Regions from separate parts of the Mus musculus genome. Here all the other regions are linked to region 4. Evidence: chromatin contacts called from public Hi-C data. All regions are on one chromosome and are shown on one strand. Each heading gives the region's core, a stretch centred on a gene start, on an enhancer-like site or on the middle of the called end of the contact. The rest is flanking DNA. Distances are from core to core; before and after follow the strand shown.

Evidence for each region. A called contact is a pair of places that touch in the nucleus more often than the background predicts.
Region 1: a contact with region 4 is called in a Hi-C map of the N1E-115 cell line, with 3 times the contacts expected there. The contact joins two enhancer-like sites. A contact is called at or near these places in 1 of 15 datasets of contacts at CTCF or cohesin (the NIH/3T3 cell line) and 1 of 484 Hi-C or Micro-C datasets (the N1E-115 cell line).
Region 2: a contact with region 4 is called in a Hi-C map of the N1E-115 cell line, with 9 times the contacts expected there. The contact joins two enhancer-like sites. A contact is called at or near these places in 1 of 15 datasets of contacts at CTCF or cohesin (the NIH/3T3 cell line), 1 of 484 Hi-C or Micro-C datasets (the N1E-115 cell line) and 2 of 115 datasets of contacts at active chromatin or transcription factors (embryonic basal ganglia and embryonic stem cells).
Region 3: a Hi-C map of the N1E-115 cell line shows a contact between it and region 4, with 4 times the contacts expected there. The contact joins two enhancer-like sites. A contact is called at or near these places in 1 of 15 datasets of contacts at CTCF or cohesin (the NIH/3T3 cell line), 1 of 484 Hi-C or Micro-C datasets (the N1E-115 cell line) and 1 of 115 datasets of contacts at active chromatin or transcription factors (astrocytes).

What each region holds. Positions count from the first base shown.
Region 1 is chr10:9,011,044-9,014,512 of GRCm38.p6, forward strand. It overlaps Gm51794 (a long non-coding RNA gene), which reads left to right. Exons shown (of 3, transcript XR_003948990.1): 2 at 2,606-2,889. Among named protein-coding and RNA genes, the nearest start is that of Gm51794, 4.0 kb to the left of the region's middle. Within about 2 kb of position 2,053, at least 15 of the 459 cell types and tissues checked have an H3K27ac peak or open chromatin away from gene starts, as enhancers often do. A contact at or near this core is called in the N1E-115 cell line, where this site is marked.
Region 2 is chr10:9,053,552-9,056,644 of GRCm38.p6, forward strand. No RefSeq gene overlaps it. Among named protein-coding and RNA genes, the nearest start is that of Gm51794, 46 kb to the left of the region's middle. Within about 2 kb of position 1,685, at least 2 of the 459 cell types and tissues checked have an H3K27ac peak or open chromatin away from gene starts, as enhancers often do. A contact at or near this core is called in the N1E-115 cell line, where this site is marked.
Region 3 is chr10:9,231,643-9,235,131 of GRCm38.p6, forward strand. No RefSeq gene overlaps it. Among named protein-coding and RNA genes, the nearest start is that of Gm48750, 120 kb to the right of the region's middle. Within about 2 kb of position 1,954, at least 5 of the 459 cell types and tissues checked have an H3K27ac peak or open chromatin away from gene starts, as enhancers often do. A contact at or near this core is called in the N1E-115 cell line, where this site is marked.
Region 4 is chr10:9,502,272-9,505,652 of GRCm38.p6, forward strand. It overlaps a transcript of Samd5 not described here. Among named protein-coding and RNA genes, the nearest start is that of Gm48750, 150 kb to the left of the region's middle. Within about 2 kb of position 1,365, at least 48 of the 459 cell types and tissues checked have an H3K27ac peak or open chromatin away from gene starts, as enhancers often do. A contact at or near this core is called in the N1E-115 cell line, where this site is marked.

The DNA.
Region 1 (3,469 bases), core at 803-3,302, 490 kb before region 4:
CCTCTGTGGACATCAGACACACACGCAATACACACACACACACACACACACACACACACACACACACAAATAGTTAAACACTTATAGTCATAAAATAGGATAAATAATAAAAAAAGAAAATCAAGAGGAAATTACCTTTGCTTCCTAGCTATGCGCAGCTCTATAAGGTTTTCCTGTGTATAGACGGCTCTTTATTCTGTTCCTACTTCCTCCTATCAGAGCCTTCTTTTACTCAAGGGTGTAACTAAAAACTGCCAAAGTACTGCTATTTCACAAATACGCTTGACTCTGGCATGATAAATCTGAGGGAAACGAGGAGAATACTACCACCATCACCATCATCACTATCACCAACGTCGTGATTACCATCATCATCATCTCCAGGACCACCACCACCATCATCACCCGCAGCAGCAACGTTTGTGTATTTGTGTGTATGTATGATTAGTGTGTGTAAGTGCATGGATATCACAGGACAACTATATGAGATTGGTTCTTTCCTGCCCCTTTAGATGGGTTCTGGGGATTGAATTCAGGCCATCAGGTTTGCTTGGCAACTATTTTTGCCCACTGAACTCTCACTGGCTCCGGGACAGAGATCTCAAACCTGGGAAGGATGTAATGAGCTTTAAAAAAAATCTAGCATGTAAGATGCCCTGTGTCATGTGCTAACTGCTGACTATATGCTAGAGTTGAAATTTAAATAAATGAAAACAATGTAAAAGGAACAATTTAGTTCTTCTCATGTTGTGGTGACCCACCCCCAACTGTAAAATGATTTCTGTGCTATTTCTTTAATTTTGCTACTGCTGTGAATGGGACTGTCAGTATCTGATACACAAAATACTCAGAAATGTGACCCTTGTGGGTGTCGAGACCTATAGGTTGAGAACCACCACTCTAGAGAAATGTACCAGTGGGTCTCAGATTGACCAGTGCAGAGATGAGATGTTTCCATCCACACAGGGAGGGATACTCGTGGAACTTTGGGAAGGGCTGCCCTGTTGGGAAATGGTGGAGCCAGAATTGTGGCAGCACATGAATAGTAGCCTCCATGGGAATCTGGTCTGCCCAGGTGCAGTCCAGTTGGGCAGGTCTGGCTGGTTCTTTTGCTTCAGACAGAGGTGGCTGTCAGTGGGCAGACTTTGAGTAAATAAACATCTCTAGCCAGGGTGGACTGCTTTGAGGCAGGGATAGATCCAGTCTCTAATAACAAACAGGCTGGGTACAGGGGAGAGACACTCCAGTTTGTTGGACCATGAATAAACAGAACTAGAAAAAATAGACATGCATTTACTTTAAATTTGTATTGATTGGGGTTTTCAACTTATGGCAGTTGATATTGGTCTTACTCTGGTAACAAACTTAAAAAAAAAAAGTTATTCCAACTTTGAAGTAGAAAGCTCTAAAGTTGCCCTGGATGAAATCTAGGGAGAGGCACAATGAAGCCCATGCGTGTTTAGATTTTAAGGCAGCACTCAGTGCTAACAGTCTTGGATAGCATTGGTGACATTCTGAGCTTTAGTCTCAGCATTGTAAGCAAGCAAACAAATTTAAAATCTGTAAATGTAGTTTACAAAACCTGAAGTTTGAGGAACAGCGATGTAATGTGGAAGAGGTGTTTCTGTGAGGAGTCAAATTATCTTTAGGGTGCTCTGAGCTCAGTGCTAAAGCCCCACAATGTTTTAGAGGACCATGAAAAGGTGTCAATTTCATGTTACAGCATTAAAGACAACACTTAATATATAATATCGTTTTTACACTAGCATAATTGTATGTATATGATATGTATATATGTACATATGTATATATTATAGCAGAAGGGGTCTACAAATGTGCAAGTGTCTAGGGTTCTTGGAAGCCATAAATGCTACTACTCAGTGTCTTGGAGGGAACGTTGAGGTCATGAAAGACAGAAGGCCGAGCTTGCTCAGCATCACCACCAGGGGGCGTGCTGGGGCAGTTGTATTTGAGCAGACCACTCCACTGAAAGACTATTCAGAAGCAGCCTCTTTCTCAGTGTGTGTTCAAGCTTCCAGTGACTAGATGTCAGGTGTGGGTGAGAAAACAGGGTGCCCATGTCACCAGGCTGAGGCAGGTGGGACTAGGCCCTGCTCAGATGATCACTACCTGCTCTCAGGTCTGGTTGGGGAGTTGTCAGGGTTGCACATACACGGGAAGATTTTTCTGGGGTTGGGGGGAGAGGTACAACAAGCAGTGGGGACTTAAGGCATCTACTATTAGAAGGCATATGAGTGCATGCTTCCCTACAGTCACATCATGGGGATCTAGGGACGGTTACCATGTGGTCTCAATCAAGCTGCTTATGATTAAAGAGGTATAGACATGAGAAACACACACACACATACACACACATGCACATATATACATACTGAGAGAGAGAGAGAGAGAGAGAGACAGAGACAGAGACAGAGACAGAGACAGAGACAGAGACAGAGACAGAGGGAGGGAGGGAGGGAGGGAGGGAGGGAGGGAGGGAAGGAGGGAGGGAGACTGTGAATATAAAATGTGATTTGGGAATGATGTCATAGATTCCTTTTGGGGAAAAGCAGCCTATGAAACAATTACACCATCTTTCCTGCAGGCAAAGGCTGATGGGAAACAGACAGTGAGGGCACATTGAAGTTCATGTCACCGCCTCTTCCCATGGATGGCCGAGTACCCATGTCATTCTGTGCTGAAAGAATGTGCTTACAGGCTCAGTATGGAACTGCCCTATGGGAGACTATATTTGCTCTCTTGTTGCCAAGTGAGGCCAAGGACATTGAAAAATGACCCTATTATAACTTCTGATAAAAGCAGCAGCTACTTAGAGGATCAACCAATAAACATCCGAAGAAGACAAATGGCTCCAAGAAGAAGACTGATGTAAGTTGGAAATTAGGGATACCTGCTGTGAGGGGACCAGAACAAAGCTTAGGGCACAGAGATTCTCCCATTCCAGGCTCACAGATCGCCATTGATTTGGGTCACCTGACTGCTCGTCCTGGGAAAAAGTCAATCACTTATAATATACATGAAAGTAACCTGAGATCAGTGACCCTTTGTGTGAAGGCTCGTTATCATTGTGACAAACCATCTGAAATGGAAAATCAGGGTAATTTTATGTAATACTCTCACTTGGGCTACAAGCCTCCGAGTGTTTGGTCAGAATTATTTTCTATAGTCTAAATATAGAGTCAGCATAAAAACTATTAAAAAAAAACCTTCAGCTTTTAGGGTTACTCAAGGTTATTTTTTAGAGGCTTAAACAAACCCTGTGGATATCTCTTTCTTGTGAAACTTGGTCTATTTTATATTGTTGATTGTAGCAGTTTCTACCATAGCATCCAGCATGTATCCCACAAATTGCTTCCTTCTTAATCTCAAGGGTTTTGGCAAACCACACTTAAATGGCCAGGAAAAAGCGTTATTCCACATTTTCCATTACGTCAGAGTCTTGGCAAGT
Region 2 (3,093 bases), core at 435-2,934, 450 kb before region 4:
TCCGTCCAGTAGATGGCAGTAAGTGTTTCTGAGATGATTTGGGTCTTTTGTGTGTGAATGTGGGTGTGTGTATGTAAGGTGGTAGAAATTTTTGCTCTAGAAGGAAAAAATTATTTATCCGATGTTTTATAGGTTCGTGTCAGATAAACCCAGTGGCATATAATTGGGCTTTCAAGGAGACAGTTACATTGTGGGTCACAACAATTAAGCTGAACACCGTCTCACAGAACTATGTAACTGGGTTCTACCTCAACTATGAAGTAACAAAAATAAAAAAAAGGTTATATTTGGTTTTATGAAATGATAAAGTTCTGACTTTATTGGCTAATAACTTGCAAATACAGAGGTTCACTTCAAATCCTTAGGTGGGTAAATGCCATATGTAAAAGTTTTGAATATAGCATATCAGGTGTGCTAGACCCTTCTCTCTAAGAAGGCTTAGGTCAACAGACAATATCAATGTAAACTCACTCAGTTGTTACCCAGGTGATGGGGGTTGTAATGGAGTTATGGACAAGGAGCTGAGCCACTGAAGTGGAGGTTATTTTTAACTGAGTGGAAGAACAGAGGGTGTTTTGGAAAGCAGAACTCACACATGTTTGCCTGGAAAACAAGTGCCAAGACCTGCCAGCCGAGTGCATGCAGGTATGGGATTAAATCACCTGGGGTGGGGGTGGGGGAATCAGGATATACATCAGTGTGCCTGATTGTAAAAGTAGTCCAGGGAAGAGCGTGAACTTGCCTGCTGAATGCTAGGCTTAGAAGCTTAATTTTTATTTGGAAAGCACTGAAGGACCACTGAAGAGTAGTAAAAGCAGTGGTTTAGAAAGAACAGCCTGGAGTCTGAACTTGATGCAATGCAGTGACAAGAAACAGGCTGTGCTATTACATATAGGTCTAGAGAGAGGTAGTGATGGTCATGTCCAACATGAAGTCTTACCACTGGGATCATTAACTTTGTCCCTTTTGGTTGCTCTCTTCGTTAAGAACAATAACAAAAAAGTTGGACTAAGTGGTTTCTTTCCAGTTCCGAACCCCATGGGAATGGCCAGGAGACCCACCAGGTGGAGAGAAAGGTCGATGGATGCAGAGAGAAGCAAGGCAGGCAGAACAACACCTGGTCTTGGACTGTGAAATGAAAGGAGGGCCCTCGGCAGGGAGGGGAGAGGGATGATGGAAAAGAAGATGATATCGCCCAGATGGTTGCTTAGAAAGACAGTTGGCCCTGGTAGGAAGAGTCATGCCAGCATTGGAAGAATGTATTTGCAGTCTAGACTCCACTCTAGTGCTACACTATGTGGCCTACTGTTTTATGTACTAGTCAGCATTATTCGTAGCATTAAACATGTTCAAAGCATAATAGCAGTGTCCCAAGATTTACATAAATTATCTGCATATACCCAAATGACTTATATGGGTGTGTCCTACCTGAACAGTCATCAGCACATCTGTCATTGTCAGAGAAGGAAAGGGACTCTTCAACACAAGGTTAAAATGGAAGCAAAAGAAGATATTCCTTGTACAGAAAGGTGACACCATGGATCACCCCCCTCCTGGGGCTAGGCAGTAAGTTACTTTCTTCTAGTGGTCAAGCAGGAGGCTCAGGCCATCTGAGAGGGAAGCATGGAAGAAACCACTCACAGACATCATCGCCACCTCAAGCTGCTCCAACCTAGCCTCACAGCAAAAGCAACGCAGAGGTGAAGATTTTTCTCTACCAAGTTCGGATGAGACAGCTGAGCATAAGGGACAAATGTGAAGTTATCAAATAGTAATCAGAAAATGACTCCCAAAAATGCAATTTCCAGGGCTGTCACAGAGCGAGCTTGGACTGTCTCAGGGTAATCTCCTGGCTCATAACATTGCACAAATGACAACTGATGCCCACAGGGTGAGTGATGGGGGAAGGGACCCTGGCACTCTGCCAAATGATCAGATTGAAGTCTGTTTGATGGTGTTTGATGCTGAGCAAAGACCGTGAGGTGCACACTTCCATTCAGTGTGCTGAATGTTCAACCATCAGCTTTGTAAGCCTTTGACCTTTCTTCATGAACAGCCATTTACCAAATAATAAACAAGTATATGTACTGTAAAGACAGGAAATCTACACTCCTTACCAAATAAAGCTTGAAGCCCTTCTAACTAGGTTAAATTCTTTTATATGTAACCATAGTTTATAGTATACTACTGCACTCTGGCCATTTTCAGCTCCATGTCTACTAGAAGGATTTGCATTTGATCTCCAAACCTTTCACAAGTTTCTGAACATTTTTTGAGCATCTGGATGGCTCAAACAACAGCTTGAAGACAAATATAAAAGATGTCACTAAGGCTTGGGATGATCGCCACACATTTCCTTCATTAAAAATAATGTGGTGTGTGCGTGCATCCATCAGTGTGAGAGCATTCATAAATCAGAGTGTGTATGTGTGCGGATGTGTTTGTAATGTACACGTACAAGTCAGAGGAGACAGCTTTGAGGAGTTGGTGCTCTCCTTTCAGCTTACATTGTTTCTGGAGATTGAATTCATGTGGCTGGGTTTGTGGGCAAACAACTTTACCCATTGAGACATCTTGCCGGCCCCCTTAATATATTAATAATAATAACTATTTGAAGTATTTCTCTAATAGCAACAATATGAACGTCCTGTGTATTTTCTCTTTCTCCTTTATTTTGAAATCTGTTTTCTTATTTAAATACTCATGAAAAGCAAGGTAAAAGCAGCGCTTATATGTGGTGGGCATCAGAAAAGACAACACAGATGTACAGGAGCAAGGAGGCACAGGAGAAGGGATGCTCAGAGGGCAGAATCAAGGGCTAAATATTAATTCTGGAAAGTCAGAAGAGCGAAACTGGCCTCCTTGGTGGATTTGGTTTTCTGCCTTTGGATCAAATGTCCTGAACCTAGTTCTCAACCAGTAGAGGCCACCATGTACCTTAGAAAGTTGTCTTCTTTGCTTTGTTTCTATCCTGCCTGAGTACTACCGCAGAGAAACCACATCGTCACTCTTTTACCCCAACACCTATTTTGCCAGATGCCAGTTCACAGGGCGTATTGGTATATATTTTGCAAATCAGTGAATCAGCTGTTG
Region 3 (3,489 bases), core at 704-3,203, 270 kb before region 4:
ATAATATTCTATGACTATATCATCAAGAATTTTCTTCCTCATTAACTTCATTACAATAACATATCTAATTTCCAACAAGAACATAAGAAGTCATTTTCCCTCTTTGGAATGGACATGTTACCTTCTCACAGACTTAAAATCATCTGGGCACACTCACAGTTAAGGCTGACAGAGTAAAATCCACTCAAGAATTTGATTACCATTTTTTCATTAGCATCCAAATAGAACGCAGTAGGTCCTGGCAGTTGCTCTTGGAAGGCATTCGCTCATGGCTGGGATGAATGAGCAAGCGTGATTTGGGCAAGACTCTACCCATGGGCAGCTGGAGGAGAGTCATAGGCAACTTGCCCATCTCACAGAGCAATGAGTAGTGAGCCCAGATCATAGTGGCAAGCCCATGGGCCTACCTTTTATGAAACATTGCCTCATAAACATCTTTGTTCAGAGAGGAGCAAGCAAAACAAAGACCATTTGTCCTGGAAATAACAAGAGCACATACCAGATGAAAACGAATGGCCTGGTTAGGGTCTCTAATGTCTATGAACCAGTGCAAACTTCAAGTGTGGCACAATCCAATGCACCAGTGGATAAAAGGAAAGTTCTAGATAACAGTGAATCTATAGTGGAGTTAAGTTCCCCTTTCCAGTAAATCATTACAAACCACTGTTGAGGGCTTGACAGTCACTGTGCTAATTGTCTGGGAATCGACAGCTAATTGCAGTCACAGCAAACAGCAGTCTTTGCCGTGAGGGAGCAAAAATTCTGATCAATGCAATCAGGAGAAAACAAAATCATTCCAGTGTGATGAATGTGAAATAAAAGAGTATTCTTCGGTGGACAAGCTGGGGGCTGGGAGGTACCTCAAAAGAGAAGGCGTATGTTCCAGGCCTTGAATGGAAAAGATGCGGATTACTCTGTTCCAGGAAGGAAGACAAGGTGAAAAGGGAAAGATTGTGGGTTGGAATCATGCGCATGGGTACTTGGCAGAGGAAGCTTGTCATTAGAGTCAGGCTCAAGATTCAAGGCTACCTCACCGCAGGGTTGTTCTCCTGGGGTTACTGATGATACAACTGTGTCTGAGTTTTAGATGTTCTTGGGGCACCAAGAAAATGAAGAGGTAGCCAGCTTTTCCTGAGATAACGTTATCACCCAGGGAGCAGCCATGGGCTAAATTAAGGCAGGTGACAAAGTCCCAATAGTACTTTCAAGAACACCAGGCTACATCATACTTTTTCACATGGTAGAGTTTTGCAGGGTATGTGACAGAAAGAAAAAATTGTGTAGGTGACAAAGTTCTGATGTCTGTGGGCTTGGACGTTATAAGTACCACTGAAGAACAGATTAGACGAGTTCTTTATTCCTTTTCTGAATCCAGCTCCTCATCATTAAAATGATGGGATGGGTGGTGCTCCTCTCATGGACTGAGTGTAGAAAAAAATCAGATAATGCACATGGATTGTGTGGGGCAGCAAATGAAGCATCTTAGTTACCATCTTTATACCTGCGCTCTGACTACATGATTGATCTGCAGGTACACCTCACCGCAGGGGTACCACAGACACCCTGTACGTGTCTATGCATGGTGGGCAGTGAGATGCCTATGTGTTTTTATAAATATGCTTTTGTGGAGTTGTACATTCCATGGTATCTGCTGCGAGTGAAGAAGAGGTGCAGTGTGCATGGTTATAGGCACACACTTTCATGTATGTGGCTATACTGGGACCCCAGTCTCCCTTCCCCAGCTCCCCAGCAATCCACACTCTCCAAAACTCTCTAGGGGATCCTTTCTTGGATTTCCTCGCCTCACTGTGACCCAGCCATTTAAAGGTTCAGATTTTTATTTACTGTAAAACCAAATTTAAAACACAAAACTTAAGAGCTAGACACAGGGAAGAACAACATATCTGAGGAGTGTCAAAGAATCGTGTCTGTGAGTTGACTTCTCTGTTCTCAGACATCTTGATTGCTAAAATTGGATGCACATTCTTGCTATCATCATTGAAAAACACTGTAGGCTTAAATGCTTTCTATATTTAGGGGAAATCATCTCCATCAACTATCTACAAAGAAAAAAATGCATTGAGCTCTCAAAGATCTTTGCAAAAGTAAGAAAACAAACTTTCAGTCCTTTATGGGGGAAGTTTTGAGATAACATTAAACCTTTCTTTGCAATTTTCGACAGGTATTTCCAGAAGCAAGCAGGGAAACTGCCCTGTTGTTCAAGTCATTTTTGAAAACAACTCTTGCTTCCAACTGAAATGTGGGGAATGAATGCCAGGCATCCCCTATGTTAATCCTATCTCCCCAGAGCATCTTACTCTAGTAGAAGGATTTATTGAACTGTGAGTCAGCCAGCAGTTGCTTGGTTCGTTGAGTGCACTGTGAGAACCCTCCCTCCAAAGCAGCGTGTTCTCATTCTTAATGGCAAACGCTGCTCTGTCACTCGCTAACTCTCCAAAATGTCTGCACCAAAGGACGGAAAGAACATTAATTTTGGTGCCAAGATCCAGGCTCAAGGATAGCTCTCTAGGTGTAGCTCCTGGACAAATGGCAACCTTTATTCATGTTATAAAGTATAGATATACTACATAATTCATTGGCTTTTTAAGGAGGTTCAAAAAAAGGAATATGTAAAACAAACAAAACAAAATAAAAAAGAAAAGAAAAGAAAAGAAAAGAAAAACCACCTGTCTTATTGTCTGATCTAGAAGAGGCTTCAGAGCAGGAGGTATGATTATTCTATTATTCTGTCAGCACTGGTGAGATGAAAATATATCTATTCAGTTCATCTAACTTATGGATATATATAGGGTAATAGAATTTTGTGGTCAATTTTAAAATTCTCATTGCTATTATAATTTACCAGGTATCATCAACAGGTTCAGTTTCTAGAACTCAGACAAGAAAATAGAACTATTCCTTCCCAAAGCATCACACAGATTGGTATACCATTTGATCACTGCAGGGGTCATATAGAAATGAGATCTAGAGACACGATAGTCCTCTGCTCTGTAGCTTTGATGTCCAACATTTCTGTTCCCTGTGGTCAACTTCAGTTCAAAAATATTAATAGAATAGAATAATGTCTCCATTTTGAGCAGCCAGATGAAACCATCTGAACTGCTTTGGAACTGCTTTGGGCATGATTAATCCCATTGTCCAATGTATCTACTCTATATGTACTACTTTCTTAGTAGGCCCCTGGAAGCTGTCCTTGGGTGAAAGATCATCTGCTGTCATTGTACCACAAAGCATGTGGTCAAGTAATGATTGATATACTTAACAATGGACCCAAAGCACAATAGTAGTGAGGCATAGGAGACACCAGGGCCTAAACCATCAAGAGAAAGATCAACTCAGATACCATGTGGCAAAGCCGCACACAGGTAAAAACAGAACACACCTGTACTACATACAGGTTTCTGTACTAGTTATGTTTGAGGCTTCCACTGGGGGTCTTGGAACACTTCATTCTCAGATTAGTTGCAC
Region 4 (3,381 bases), core at 115-2,614:
GTATGATAGATCAACTTGTTTTTAATAAGCTCTATTCCAGAGCATCTTAATTTGATTACCTAAAATTTTTATAAATGATCACAACCAAAAGAAAAATGGCTCTGTCTATTTTAGTATATTGTTTGGTTTTAAAGATATTTTGTATCTTCTATATAATTATGACTTCACTAATGTGGGTAGACATTTTCACATATAATGTTTATAACTATCACACATTTGTTTGTGTTAGCACTTGTAAATATCTCATGACTTTTCTCTAATCATATCTTCTAGAGAGGATGTTGAGATTAGTGTCCAAGGCCCCTTAATGTTTAATTATAATTGTTCTTTGACCTCACCCTTCCGATGTAGAAGAGCTGAGAAACAGGTGTCAGTGTAGTCTACAGGAAATACACTGTTGACTTTTTAGCTGAAAATGTAAGATTCAAGATGTTTTTCTTCCAGCTAAAACAAGTATGAACAGGCATATTAGCAAGACCCCTGCTTCCACCCTAATCTATCTTCCTCTTCAATCAGATAGCTTTTATTTAATGTGCAAGGCTGTACTCTGCTGGCACTTGGTCTGCTCCACTCATAGTCCATTAGCCAAGAATTGGGCAAGAACATAATTCAATCTGTGATTTCGATTTCCCACCAGCAGATCCTGCTTGCCTTTATCTTCCTTTCTAGTAATACTGTTTAAATATGCCAGTTGCTCTGTGCTCTGGGAAATCATGGGGCTAGAACTAGAGCTTTTTCACTGAAGACTAGGATACACACTCTCATATAGACTCACTGAGACCTCTGCTGATCAAGACCTGAGCACCAGTGACCATGCGCAGGATGCGGTTTTGCTTAGTACACATCAAACACTGGTGGTCCAGAGTACAATGCTCACCTGTGCAGCTGGCTCACATGACATAGCACATGTAGCATGGCAGTTCAGAATGTCACAGAAACAGAAGAAGTAGACTTTCTGTACTTAAAACAACAGCAAGCAAAAACATTAAGTTAAATTAAATTATATTAAATTAAACAAATAAAATGTTTCAGGTTGGAAGATGGTTTGGGCTAAAGAGACTCGCCTCCCACACTTGGCCACTTGAGTTCCATCTCCCAAGCCCATATAAAGGTGAAGGAGACAGAAGAAATCCCACACAGTCACAAAGCTGGAAGTCACAACCAAGGTGAGGAGTAAGTTCTTTCTTTCTGCTGATGGCTCCTGAGACTCAAACTCTGGTAGACAGTAAGGCTTTGCAGAAAGGGCTGATACTTGCTGAGCTAGCTCACTGGCTCTGTTTTGAACAATCTTATGCTTCCATGACAAAGAATATAGAGCCTGAGAATAACAAGAGCAATTTTTTTAAAAAATCAAATAAAAATCCCAGATATCAAACAGATGACTAAACACTAAACTGTCTTCCGGAAATGAGGCCCACAGTTTCCACCACTGCAAAGAACTGATTGCCACATTCTCAGGCTATGGCAGTGAAATTGGAAGGGCAGTTTACTTCCTGTAATTAGGGCTGCCTATCAGCATCAATAATGAATTTCAACCTCACTTTGATTCAATTGTAAAACATTTAATTCAAATGTTAGTCAAACGCAGATAACACAAACTTCCGTTCTGATGCATGTGTGTGACTTGGCTCTGCTGACCTCAGGCATCATGAGAGCCCTGTGTCTTGCTACTCTGAGTCATATAAATTATACTCTGCAATGTTTGAACGGATCTGCAACTTGCTGGTTAATAACTAGCTAACAATACACAGCCTGTTCATTCTAGAATTACTGCCGACAGAGGAATGGGTAACAGCCTCCATTCATGCTGACTCTCCCTAGTGAATAAAAACGTTTCACACTCAAATGTTTAGTGTTTAAAGGCTGGGCTTGTTAGTTAAATGAATTAATCTGGTGTGAAAACTATTTGCATTTTTAACATCATCAGAATTTCTTTCACCCCCAACTGTTTAGTTCACTGCTAGTATAATTATAATTAGCGGGGGCGGGGGGGGGCGCATTTTATTCAATGCTAACTGGCATTCAAGAGTTCTCATATGACTTCTAAAACCTTTCAAAGCCACAGAACAAGTAGGCGGGGCAAAGAAGACTATAAGCATCATTTCTTCAAGAACTGCTTCTCTGTAGCAGGAAACATTTCCTTACTTGTGTCTGACCATCACGCATGTAGCTCATGCAGACATGCAGATACCATGAACTGTGCTCTTGCTTTGTGGTAGGTTCTGAAGAATGTCAAATCACACAGACAGTGGGAACTCTGGCTGAAGGATGAATCAGGCTAGAGCAATTCCCTAAACAAGATTATATGGGGAAGTTTTTCTCTAAATTGAATGTGGTAGCTCACACTTATAATCTCACCACTTGAGAGGATAAAATAGGTTTAAATGTTAAACACTAGCTTCAACTACGTGTGTGCCTTTGACACAGGGGATGCTTTGTACACATAAAGCATACGTGAAAGGATTAATGAATGAGATGATTATCCTATACCCAAATACTCATGAGTCCAAAGTGCATTCAGTATACCAGGGCTATGACTGAACATCCCAGAGTGCACCACATTTGAGGGGTGTCAAAGGATAAGGTAATATAGGCTAGGCCATGAGGGACAAAGGAAACTATTGGGCTATATCTATGAAATGGCCCCCACAGGCTCCAGTGTTGCTGCCAGCTAGAAAGTGACTGGAACGTTAAGAGTGCTAACCTAATCTATGGTTCAATCTATTGGTTAATTCAAAACTTAAATTGGCCAGTAGGAAGTAGTGGAGCTGGAGAATCTAGGGGCTCATTGGAGAAAGTCACTGGGGCCTGTCCCTCCTGTGTACCATGCAGTGAGCTGGTTTGCTCCAATAATTCTACCTGCTGGGATGTTCTATCTTGTCTCAGGCCCATAGTAATGGAACCACTCTAATAATTAACACACCTCTGATGCCATAAGCCAAAATAAACCTTTTTCTTCTTAAGTAGTTTCCCCAGGAAACTGTCATAGTGACTAGCTTGTATCCCTAGAAAATTAATGTTGGAACTCTCAACTGCAAAATGACTAGATTTGGAAGTGAAACCTTTGAGACATGGTTAGGTCCCAAGGTGGAACACTCATAAATGGGTTTGACTTCCTTCTAGAAAAGACCTCAAGAGAACATTGTGATCACAGGGAATGACCATCTAAAACCTAAGAAGTGAGTCCCATCAGACACCAGATCTGCCAGCTTCCTGGTGTTAAAATACATAGACCTTAAATCTGTGAGAAAGAAATAGTTGTTGTTTTTTAACTCAGTCCATGGTGATATGTTATAGCAGCCTTCATGGAGACAAGTCTGCATATCTATGTATATATAACTCATTTACACATAAAGCCTTAAAGGCACGTAGGCTATTTAC